2 separate regions of the Mus musculus genome follow, and region 2 is linked to region 1. The links are chromatin contacts, called in public promoter capture Hi-C maps. All regions are on one chromosome and are shown on one strand. The core of a region is the stretch at or near the end of the contact, and the rest is flanking DNA. Distances in the headings are between cores, read along the strand shown. Region 1 holds the start of Papolg (poly(A) polymerase gamma). Region 2 overlaps Vrk2 (vaccinia related kinase 2).

What was found. Promoter capture Hi-C pulls out the DNA fragments that hold promoters and counts their contacts.
Region 2: a contact with region 1 is called in a promoter capture Hi-C map of hippocampal neurons, with 8 times the contacts expected there. The contact joins the enhancer-like site here to the promoter of Papolg in region 1. A contact is called at or near these places in 10 of 39 promoter capture datasets (the C10 cell line, cranial neural crest, frontonasal cranial neural crest and 6 more) and 2 of 9 other capture datasets (adipose tissue and liver).

Annotation. Positions count from the first base shown.
Region 1 is chr11:23,893,026-23,899,130 of GRCm38.p6, forward strand. Papolg (poly(A) polymerase gamma) reads right to left here and starts at 2,245. Exons shown (of 22, transcript NM_172555.2): 1 at 1,997-2,245. The coding sequence starts at 2,013. It overlaps Gm12061 (a long non-coding RNA gene), which reads left to right and starts at 1,227. Exons shown (of 4, transcript XR_872317.3): 1 at 1,227-1,420; 2 at 1,738-1,835.
Region 2 is chr11:26,486,550-26,492,654 of GRCm38.p6, forward strand. Vrk2 (vaccinia related kinase 2) reads right to left here. Exons shown (of 13, transcript NM_027260.3): 9 at 3,224-3,344; 10 at 411-469. Among named protein-coding and RNA genes, the nearest start is that of Fancl, 100 kb to the left of the region's middle. RefSeq lists an enhancer at 2,539-5,184. Within about 2 kb of position 3,287, at least 52 of the 459 cell types and tissues checked have an H3K27ac peak or open chromatin away from gene starts, as enhancers often do. A contact at or near this core is called in adipose tissue, hippocampal neurons and second pharyngeal arch cranial neural crest, where this site is marked.

The sequences.
Region 1 (6,105 bases), core at 995-3,494:
TTGAACTCAGAGATCAGCCTGCCTCTGCCTCATGGGGTTTGGATTAAAGGTCTGTGTTATGCCTGGCTCTATAATTAATTCTAAGCACAGTAGGGCAACTGTGATAAATACTAATTAATTACAGTATACATATTTATATAAGTAATCAGTAAATGTGATGGACAAGCCAATTGCTTTAAACTAGTCACTGTACAAATTATGTGCAAGTTTATCAATTTAAAATGTAAACACCACAAAAATACAACTGTAGTTAATTCTTTTTGCATTTTAAATGCTTAAAAATTGCCTTGAGGTTGGAGATGTACCTCAGTGACAGACTGTTTCATGTGTAGTGCCCTGAGTTCCATCTCTGAACCAAAAACCGAACTAACAAAACAGCAGTGACTTGTAAGTCCACAAACTAAAACATGTTTTTCAGCTGGAGGTTTTACAGGATGGGGAGAAAGAAAGGACAATAGAGAAGATAAGATAGCTTAGCCAGGTTTGGTGGCACAAGTCAAGTGGTAGAGGCAGAAGCAAGCTCATGGCCATGTGAAACCTCATCTCAACAAACAGCCTATATACCTTTGAAATGACTTAATGAAATATAAGGGAGTATTTTAAAAAACCCAACTCTAATTTCTCTCCCATTTTTATCTTGCTGTAGAACAAACAAAACTTCAATTAATTATTTCAAGTTCTATCTATCTATCTGTCTGTCTGTCTGTCTGTCTATGAGAGATAAGGTTGTCTGAGCAAGATTAGTGTGTGATTAATACATGGCACAGACAGATTTTCATAAAATCAAACCAAACAGGAACTCTAAGAAGTAGGTCTCAAAAAGTGTTATGAATTTCACTTACAAGGAAAAAAAAAAAAAACCTTACAGAAATGTTACTGAAGGTACAAAGATAGGTAAATAGAATTCTCACTGACATTCTATAAAAAACTTTTAAATAGCTCAAAATAGTCACTAAAAGTACTACACTGGGCTATGTTTATAAACGGAATACATTAGTTAATAAAAAATAACTAATAATGAAAATATTAACATAGCAAAAGGTCAGAGAGATCATGTTCTAAAGAACCAGTCTACAGAGTAGTAACTGATAATAAATACCCTATAAACAGTTTAAAACAGGTACACAGTTTTTATGGATACAGGGATAGGTACTATCAACATTAAAAATGCAGTAACAAGAAACACCAAACTCAGTGCTCTGGGGCCTTGGAAGAGCGTCGTGAATGCAATCAGAGAAAGGATAGGCGAGTCTTCAGATGTATTGGAATGCTCGACTTCTTTTCAAGAAAGAAAGGTTAAAGAGCTAAGAACACACCCCATGTTAGTCTTAGGGAAAAATGGGTGGTGGCTACACAAATGGTGTTTTGTATTTCTGTGCATTTTTCTGTACGTTGAAATTATTTCCGGATAAAGTGAAAGGTAAGAAATTCTAATAAATTCTTGACAAGTACAGAAACTGCTTCCGACTTATCAAAGTGTGAGCAGGGGATAGATACAGCCCGGTAGATATTGTGGGTCGGTGGGAAGGAACGGGGTAGAGGGTTTAGCCTTTCTCATGGAGCAACCGCAAACCTAGGGGCTCCGCTAGGTCAGTCCCTCTCCGAAAGACCTGAAAGATAGCGGGTCCGGCCGGGAGGAGGGGAGGCAGGGGGATGGTATTTGCGCCAATGCAGACAGAATAGACGGGCTCAGACACGGCTGGGGCAGGAGAGTGACCGACCGTTTTTTCTCCTCAGCCACACGCGCCTTTCCCCCTCATCCTGGTCTGGGGGCGTCCTCAGAGGCGGGCGGCGGGGGGCTGACGGCGACTCCCGAATCCCCGCCGGGCGGCCAGGTGAGTCCCGGGTAGGGGAGATGCCCTTGCGGAGTGGAGGGCAGCGGAAAGCAGAGGTCCCGGCCGGCTGCGCAGGGTGCCAGGCGCAGGGGCTGGAAGCCGGGGCTGCCCACCTCAGCGCACCTCTCTCCACCTCGCCCTCAACCGCCGCCCCCACTTACGCAGACATCTCTTTCATCGCTTCCTGCGTCTCTCTCCAGCGAGTGTCTTTCGCTTTGGGGTCCTGTTCTTGCCCTCTCTTCCTTCCTCTGTCCAATTCCCTTCGCTCGCTTGTAGCTCGCTCACTTCCCCACTCTCTACAGCCGAGGCATTCAACCGAGTAGTGAAAACACCACAAAACCGGCTCTATTTATGACAATACAGCGCGGCCACCGCCAATATGGCGCTACTTCCCAGGCTGCCTCTCGCCTTCCGCGGCTCCGCCCTGCAGCCCTGGGCCCGCCCTCGGGCACACCCCCACCCAGCCTTGAGTTCCCGGGACCCGCCCACCTCAGCGGACTTGCAGCAAAAGCATCTGTCAGAGTGTCAGGTCTCCCTGGTCTGTGGGATTGTCAATTCAGGCAAACCTCTGGGAAGGTTATTTGTCAATTTCCCCTTGTTTCTGCAATAAAAGCATCTAGAAAAAAAACCACCGCTTTCCCTAACACCATTTTAACTCTTCCGTTATCCCACATCTTAAAGTCATAGACTTAATAAGTACACATTGAGAAGATTTTTGTCACCGAGGGTCACACCCAAGAAGGTGCGACTTTAACACAACCAATCCAGGGAAGAAAGCTTATAAATAAATCAGCTTAACTTGTATTCTTTTCCCTCGGAGTACCACCTCCAAGTCCCAATTTATGACTTTGTGGCATTTAGCTGAGATGTTGAACATAATTGCTACTAGTTAGCCGTAAGATAAACCCAAGGATTTCCACCGCTCTGCCCCCAAACCTCACATTTTCAAATAGTGAAAATCATGTTCTGTGTGATTATGACGGTGAAAATGAGGGAGAAAATGACCAATGTTTAAATGTTAAAGGATAAAAGTAATTTCAAACCCTGTCTTTTTCTCCCAAGAGTCAAGCACGGTTGTTTGGGGAATGAGACTCAGTCACGGGAAAGGAGGTTACTTTCTGAATTATTCATTTATTCACTCAAAGTATTTATTGAAAATCTGGTCTGTCAGTTTGTTTATGCTCCATGTTTGATGCATAAAAGCAGGTCTGTGGTTTGACCTGAGCAAGTTCAGAGTTTTCCCATCAAAAGGTGGAGAAAAACTTCAAATATGAGTGATATTCTGCTGCTGCAGAAGTATGTATTACACACTGTAGGAACTAGATTCGTATCCTCAAGAGTTTATTGCGAGTGGATGAGAAAATATATATATACACTATTTAAATACAGATGGGGTCCAGTTGTCATTGGGGGACCAAAAGAGGACCATCTAAACATGGAGGAAAGTCACTAATAGCTTCCTAAAAGAGAGGATTCTGTATATTAGCAGGATTTGGGAGTACAGATTTTGGTAGGTTATGAGAAGACAAAATGGAGCTCAGGAGGTCGCTAGACTGGGATTTGATTCGAAGCAGACCCACCTTTGTTATTTGCTAGCTTTGTGACTTCTAGAACTTTAAAATAAAGTTTACGTTAACCTTGAACTTTTTCTTTAAGAAAAAAATGTAAAGTACACTTACTTTAGCCTGCAGGGAGTCAGAGGATGACTTCTAGAGTCTGTTCTGTTCTCCCTTTTCACCATTTCAGTCGCTGGGATCAAAATTGATTCCTCAGACTTGGCAGCAAACAGCTTTATCCACTGAGCCTTATTCACAGTCCCAATTTTAAACGTTAAAAATACTTTGATATGCGTATCTAATAAGAACACTTTGCTACACAACCATAATATTACTGTGCTCAGGCACCGTTGCCCTAGTATCAGGAGGAGGAGTGACACCCCAGCCTTGCAATTCTTAAAAGCCTCTTAGCTTACTTTCGCTCAACTTCGTTCTTCATTGTGAATTTTGGAGGACGCTTTACAGCATCTTCTGCCTTCATCCAGTCTATTGTCTCCTCAAAGAGGAAAGATTGCCTTCTGTGGTTCAGTTTTATTCACTCAGCACTGAATTTTAGCATACGTCTCTGGTTTCTAATGTAAAGTTCTTGTTGCTGGTAGAGTTGTAGTCAATTTTCCAGATCCACCAGCTATATCTTCAGATTCAACCAACCTTGTATTTTAATTATTCAAGATAAAATTCTATCCACACTGAAGATGTACATATCTTTTTCTTGTGATTCTCAAAACTACTTTTTTTTTTTAAAGACACGTCTTACTCTGTAGCTCAGAACTCAGTATGTAAACCAGACTGACCTTGAACTCACAGAGATGTGTCTGTCTTTGCTTTCTAAGTTTTTTTTTGGCATTACTCTCTATTTACATAGCATTTTAAATTGCATTAAGCTTTATAATTAATCTATAGATAGTTTAAAGTATGTGAGATGATGTTTGTAGGTTATATGCAAATATGGTGCCATTTTATAGAGGGAACTTGAACACCTCTTAGTGTTAGTGTTGGAACCAGTAAGAGGCTCTCAGACTAGCTCCTTAATACCAAGGGATGGCTGTATTCACACAATTTGCCACTTTTTAAAACGTCAAGTTGGTCCAGAGGAAGGAGGACAGGAGTCTATTTACTTTCCTGAACCTAGGATATATGAAACTAGGAACATAATTTGAACAATTGAAGAGCCTATCATGTTTTGCCTTTTATAATTATTTTTACCTTCATTTATGTGTATCCATGTGTGTCTGTGTGAGGATATATGCACGTGCAGGAGCCCATGGAGGCCAGCAGAGAACATAGGACACCCTGAAGTTTCAGGGGGATGTGAACTGCCTGATGTAGAAGCTAGGAATTCCTCTCTGATCAGTCCATGCTTTAAAACACTGAGCCATCTCTCTCTAGCCCACATTAATTAAAAAAAATACATCTATAGAAAATAATGCAAATATGAAAAATTAAATGAAAAATTATTTATTATTTGTGGGTGTCCATGTGTTGTGGTAAGAAGATACCTTTTGTCTCCTGCCAACTTTGTATGGATTCCAGGAATAGAACTCAAGTCAAACACTTTTACCTGTTATGTCATCTTGGCAGCCCTCAAAAGTCTGTTGTTTAAAAGATTTCCAATGTCAAACCTCTGGGTTTTCCTGGTCTGTTATTATGTGGTAAGGCTCAAGGCATCTCTGAATAATATTTTTTAATTAAAAAAAAACTTGCTAGCATTTAGGCATAATGGTGCATGCCTATAATTCCAGCACTTAGGAGGAAGAGGCAGGAGGACCAGGAGTTCTATATCTTCCTTGTTTCCATTGTATTTAAGGCTAGATCAGAATACATGAAACTTTTTAAAGGAAAACAAAACAAAAACAAAAACAAAAACCAACAAAACAAAACAAAACCTTGTTTCATTATCAGAGGCTTTGTTCTGTATGTTGAGATGTGAGATGCACCAAACCAAGCAAGGTAGCAATCATTTCCCCCAGAACTCAGGGGATTAACATAAACTCAGAGGACAGGGAGGTAGAAGTCTTGCTTCTTCCCAAATGGAAGTCAAGATTTCTTATGGGATTCACCTGTTTCTGAAACTGTTTCATAATAGACACTGGCTGTGCAGCCTGGGCTCCACAATTCTAAGCAAACTCACTACCTCTGATCAACTTCTTTCTCAGCAGGCCAGAAAGCTAGGTACAGGACACAGCACTTGGTTTACAATCATGTTAATTTTGCTTTTTGTTTGTCTTTAGCAGTTGGAGATTAATGAGTAAAAAAGGATTTAAAATATCAACCAGCTTTTTTCTGAACACTTGACTGCATTGTCTATGGCAGTTTCAACATTCTGACTTCCTGAGCCAATCAGGTATACAGTTGCTTTTTCTAATATAACGTATATTAGAAAGATAAGCCTCCAACGAACTTCAGCTACCACAATGGATCCCACAAAAGCTACTGTGAAAATATACCTTTGTCAGACTTTACATATTTTAGTTGACATTTTGAATAAATCAGACATTTCTAATGTGTTTTACAAAGACTACTGCCATGCGCACTTGGGTGTGGCTTAAGCATCTGAGACTCAAACTTTGCCCTCAGTGACCACTAACTCCAACAAGGCCAATGCCAACTCCGACAAGACCACACCTCCTAATACTGCCACTCCCTGTGAGTCTATGGTGGCCATTTCCTTTTAAACCATCACATACAGGACATGATCTGAGATGCTCTTTATT
Region 2 (6,105 bases), core at 2,037-4,536, 2.6 Mb after region 1:
TGTTTGCTGATCGGTATAATGTGACCCAGGTGTAAACAGCATTTAGGCATGTAATGATTAAGTTCTTCAAATATATTGACTCAAAATAGTCTTTTTAGAGGTTGATTTTTATCTCTGTTCAAAAATATCTTAATCCTAAAAATACCAGTTGCTATTGAATAACCTGTGAATGATTCTCAAAATATAAAAGTAAAACTCTAAAAAACAAAGAACCCATAAGAGCTGGGCAGTTCCTGGAGCACCACCGTTTTGGTTCTAAAGTCAAAGATGACTTAAACATCGTTTTTAGCAAACTCTCTGTGATCCCGAAGCTTTAAGTGTCTGGGAATGGGAGTGGGTAATGGTGAACACCCACAGAGCAGCTACCGTGAAGACTCATGGATCAAGAAAGGTTTTATGGTCCAACTTACTGCAACTGCTTCCAGAAGGAGCCCACTTAAGCACCGACTCTGGGAGTTCATCCAGCAGGCTAAACAGAAAACAGACAGCACATGGTGAGTGTCTTCAGCCCAGGCTCCCTGTTTCAGGTAGAACATAAAACTCTGATTCTGTGTTGATAGGACACAATTGTGCCCTTTTTGTACCCAACTGTAGTGGATAGGAGGATTAGCAAAGTGGGAGAGGGCATTCCTTAGTTCTTATTGGTCAGTTTTACAGTTGTAACTACCTAGAGGCCTTAACTCAAATTGTACACAATTGAGGACTGTAGAATGTTTGCTATGATGTTTCCTAAAGAAGAATAGAAAATACATAAAAAGCTAGGTGTAGTTGGGGAAATCTTTTATTCCTCTTATATTTAAAGGTGTGTGGGTCTCTGTGGATGCTATGGCAGGCAGCAAAAGTGATGAGAATGGAAACTTGGTTCAGACTGACTTTTTCAACCTGGATCAAAACTTCAAAGAGTCTGCCAGGGATATATTGTCAGCACATCTAAACATAGTAGAATTTGGGGAAAAGCTTTCTAGGCAATGATCATTTCAACTCTAGGTGCAGAGTAAATCTCAGGGTGGGACTACCTAGAAACTCTTTGAAAAGTATATGTGAATCTGAAGGTGGGGTGTATAGCTAAAAGGACTAGAATCTTGTATCTTCTCTGAGATAACATTGACATCAGTATGCCATAAAATTCATGTGACATCCCCTAAGGATTCTACCAACTGGGAACCAACAGATCAAGGTCTAGGGAGAGAGAGCCTGGGATAAATATTCTGCGGCCTTTGGGGGAGGTTTGCTTCCCCCAGGAAATGTCAGCAATGTAAGCAAATGTTAGCAGGTTTCTGGGTGGGAAAATAGACATTTGATTTCCTCCACAGAGGAGAGGCCACTCTGTCTCATCATTTCTGGTCTCCCTAGTGAACTGTGGGCACGAATGCCTTGGTGTCTCTGTGGAGTCATTTTCCTGATGTATCGATTACTGAAAAGGGGTGATTTTTAGTTCTCGGTGTGCATTTGCCCTGTCCAGGCAAGAGTTTATATAACCAAATGGTTAAATAAGTTAAGAAGAAATATCAATACAACAAACACCTGGTAAATGCTTTCCAGTTGGGGCTAAATATCACTTTCTTAATTTACTGTAGCAAAAATATATAAAGCCTCAACTAAAATTATAAATAAAGTGAATGATTCACAGAGAAACACAAGTGGAAAAGCACATGGTGATCTTAAGTGACTCATGACAGCAGAAACAGAGGGACACAGAGCTGTGGCCAAACCTGCCATCCTGCCTCACATTATACCTTCACAGGCGAAGAAAGGAGCACTTATTACATAGGAAATCGAAAGATTTTTAAATTTTGATACATAATATATTAGTATTTGGATTTGTATTGTTAATCAAATAAAGATGAAGACAATATATGTAAAGTCAAGATAATATTTCACTTATTAAAACCCTATTTTATGTAGTACCCTTTTACTATACATGAATACATGTGGACATATTATTCACTAGTTAATAAAATGTTATCCTCTATATACATGCTGATACAAGACTAAAACAAACCATTTATTAGTCTTATAAAAGAAAGCCTGCCAGGGATTGTTAGGTTAAAATCCTGGCCTTTAACTAAAGTACACTACGTAAATTAGCTAAGCTGAGCTCACAAAGTGTATACAAGAACTGCTTATAGGAGTGTTGATGTCCATGCATTCACTGTGCTGCAGTGTGGAGGGTGCCAGTTATAAGAGGACGGAAATGAACAGAACTCGTCAGAGTCTCAACTTGCACAAATGTGTCAGGGACTAGGGTGTTCAAGATTTCAAGCACAAGAACTGTACATGTCAGTTTGTAGAGATCTGTCATTTCTAGCCTTTAGTCCAAACCTTCTGTCTTGGGCACAGATCCTACAGTGAATCTAAGTGTGGTGGCTGCATCTCTAATCCAAGCACTTGCGAGGCTGAGAAGGGAATCATGAGGTTGAAGCCATCATGGGCTACAGAGTAAGACCCAGTCCAAAACAACATTTACATCTGAAGATTGACTTATCTGGCTGAGCTGCCCTTGGTGTCTATTTTTATTATATGTTTTCCTAAAACTCCAGTGCACAGCAATCTCTCCATAGATAACTATTTCAGTTTACCTTAGAATGTGAGGAAAAGCTGCCCACTCTGTACCTTGGACCAGCTGACCAGTGAGAGACTTGTAAAACGCACTTTGTTCTAAAACTGACCTCCTTGTGCTAACAGCATCAAGGTAATAAACTTTGAATGTAGTCTATATTTGTAAGATTTATGTGGCTGCAAGTATGTTTCATATAAACAGCTCATGTAAAAGTTTTCTTTGTTTCTACTTCAAAAAAGAAAAAAGATATGCTTTTGGAGACAGGAGTATGAGGTATGCTGTTCTCCCCTGAGAAACACAAGCCCCCTCTCCCACCTCACCCTGCTCCTCTGCACAGTAGATACCGATCACACCAAAACCAGACTGCTTCCATACCCAGGCCCACACTAATTTACAAACAGTCCATCTTGTACACACCACCATAGGATCTAAGTGCCAGAAAACAGCTTGTCTGGAAACTGATGTTTTATTTTACATCTGCACTGTAAAATTATCAAGTACAGATATTTTTATGTCTTCGTGATTCTGGTTTTTAAAAAGTATTTTTCAAGCTGACGACATTAGTTTATTTTCACTGGTGCCAAGGGGCCATTCTCTCTGTCTTTTCTAGTCCCTGCTGTCGGTCCTACTGCATAAAGGGGCAGGGGGTTGGAGAATACCTACTTGGTTTTAGCAGTCTGGACAGCCACAGGGTCGTCCAGCTTTGCTTCCCAAGGAAGCTTCCCGAAGAGCCAGTGCAGCATGCAGTAACCAAGGATTTCAACATCACTCCTCCTGGACGGGGCTGCAGAAAGGGGAGGATGAGAAAGCTCGTGAGAAATAGAGAAATCTTTGAGTGAGCTCCCATTGACGAAATATGCAAAGGCCAAATGGGTAGAGCGTCATGTTTACTCAGCTGGAGTAACATTAACTGTCTGGGTCTCTGGCCTCGGTCCACAGACAGGCAGCGACTGGCTGCTGAAGTAAGGGTCAGTTTCTTCACCTCCTCCAACTTCATCTTTCCTTAGTCTAGCCTGTCATATGAACTTGATCCCATGGCCTCTGACATGATCCAGACAACCCATAACCCGGCACCAACACTTTCTCAAAGAGCCAAGCAGTAAAACAAAGAAATAAATGTCTGCAGCTAAATTGCTAACACATGTTCAAGGAAGTCCATGGGGTTTGCCGCGGTCACGCAGAGACCCTCTGAGTGCAGACTAAACACTGAAGGTCTTTCCTATTCTGTCACACCAGTGGTTGCACTTGAAGCCAGAAGAATATGACAAAACTGCCATCTAGTGTGCAGTCTTTAAAACCAGGCCCAAGAAGATGCAGTTCTGTGGAAGAACCACAACCATGGGCACACAGCTCCCAAGTGCTTCCCATATCTTCAGATACGAGAAGCTCTGCACAAAACTACTAGTCTTAAATCTGAAAGCCAGAGGTGAGGCAAGCATGAGGGGAATGTGGTCCAGAGGTATGGTGGAGAAGGAAGTTCTGAAGTAAAATAGAGACTTATTGTAAGATGGCTTTTATTAAAACATAGTAAAAGAACATGATCAGATCCCAGTAAATATCATAATTAACAAACTCTTAAATACTGTGGACTAATTTCATCTCATTTTGACATATTTTTTTTTCTCAAGTACCTTATATCAAAAGGCAGTGAGAACTAAGACTTGTTAAATTCAACTGACGCTTGGTAATAAGTCATTGAATTAATGACTAACACGCCTATAAAATAAAGTCATTTTATCAGCATTCCAAGCTGTTATAAAAACAATAAGGTGGTATTTATATTTATTCTACTACTTGAATGTTCATCTGTGCAGGGATATATAATATCCTGAGCAATATGTGGCTGTTAAAGCTGTTGTAAACAGGTATTCCATTTCATTGTCCTTAATGAAGTAAACTCTAAAAAGTCACTGAGTGAACTAGGTCTTTAATTTATAGAAGCATCTACTAAGAACAATTGTGCCACCACATGTGTAGCTACTCTAGGTCACCATACATAGTTTTAAAGGTGCTATATGTTGTAGCTACTCTGATTGTTATAAAAGCACAGCATATGGTTACCCTTACACATTCTCATCTTAACTGCTATTTGAGTACTGAGTTATTAAAGGACCTTCAATCCAGTAGAAGGCCAGGCCCATGGGTGCTGTATGTTTTGTGGTTGGACTTCAATATTTCTTAATGCAGGATTTGGCTCTAGTATTAAAATAGAAACACAATCTCTACCATGCTGTTATGCAATGATTTCTTCTGTGAAAAAATCTCCCATTAATAGAATGGCTCCATTTGTACAGATGTGTGCACAAGTTCTTTTTCTATTACAGGAATTCCTAATCACAACCTTTACTGCTCAAAAAGGATATTCTGACACACGTTTGCGAGATACTGGCTACACACAAGAGGAGAGAAAAACAAACCAATGTGAATGAATGAATGTGGAATGAAACTTCCCAGGAACTCTAGCTACCTCCAGCTGAGGGACACAGCTGAAATCAATATTTCATAAACTGGTCTTCATGTAAAATAGGCCTTTGAGAGCCAAGTTCACTTCACTATTATAGTTCAGTCTTATCTAATTAAATATATTATCAAATTTTCAGTCTTTCACTATATATGCTCCGTTAATGAGTATGGTAAGCAAGCATTTTAAAAAAATTTTATTAGATATTTTCTTTATTTACATTTCAAATGTTATCTCCTTTCCTAGTTTCCTCTCCAAAAGTACCCTATACTCTCCCCCTACCCTGCTTCCCAACCCACCCACTCCTGCTTCCTGGCCCTGGCACTCCCTTCTACTGGGGCATATAATTTTTGTAAGACCAAGGGTCTCTCCTCACATTGATGACCAACTAGGCCATCCTCTGCTACATATGCAGCTAGAGACACAAGCTCTGAGGGGTACTGGTTAGTTCATATTGTTGTTCCTCCTATAGGGCTGCAGACCCCTTTAGCTCCTTGGGTCCTTTCTCTAGCTCCTTCATTGGGGGTAAGCAAATATTTTACCAGTGCTCTCCGTGCTACAGAAACCTTTATAATGTTACACGGAATGGTCATGTGTTCCTAGCCTAAGAAGCATGTCAAAGAGAGACAAAACCTCCTGACCTGTTCTAGGGAAATTAAATTCTTTCATGTCCACAATCTAGCTACTGCACAGAGAATAAGTATAATGCTTGTTAACTCAAAAAACATTAGTTGAGTATTAGAAATCTCTGGGAACAATAAGGTTGACTCAGCGGTAGAACACATGCCTTATAGGTACAAAGATTCTTAGTTTCGCACCCAGCACAGAATAACCATTTGAAAAATTTTAGAGATAGGCTTGGTGGTTAAGACTGCCTGTTACTCTAGCAGAGGACCCAGATTTGGTTCCCAGCATCTATATGGGGGCTCACAAACATCTGTTCCAGGAGGTATAACACCGACTTCTGGCATCTGCAGGCACCAGATACACACAATGCATATACATGCCTGTAGATAAAAAATGCATACAAATGAAATAAGCATAATTTATTTGAAATTGAAAATCTTTTAAATCTTAAAGCTAC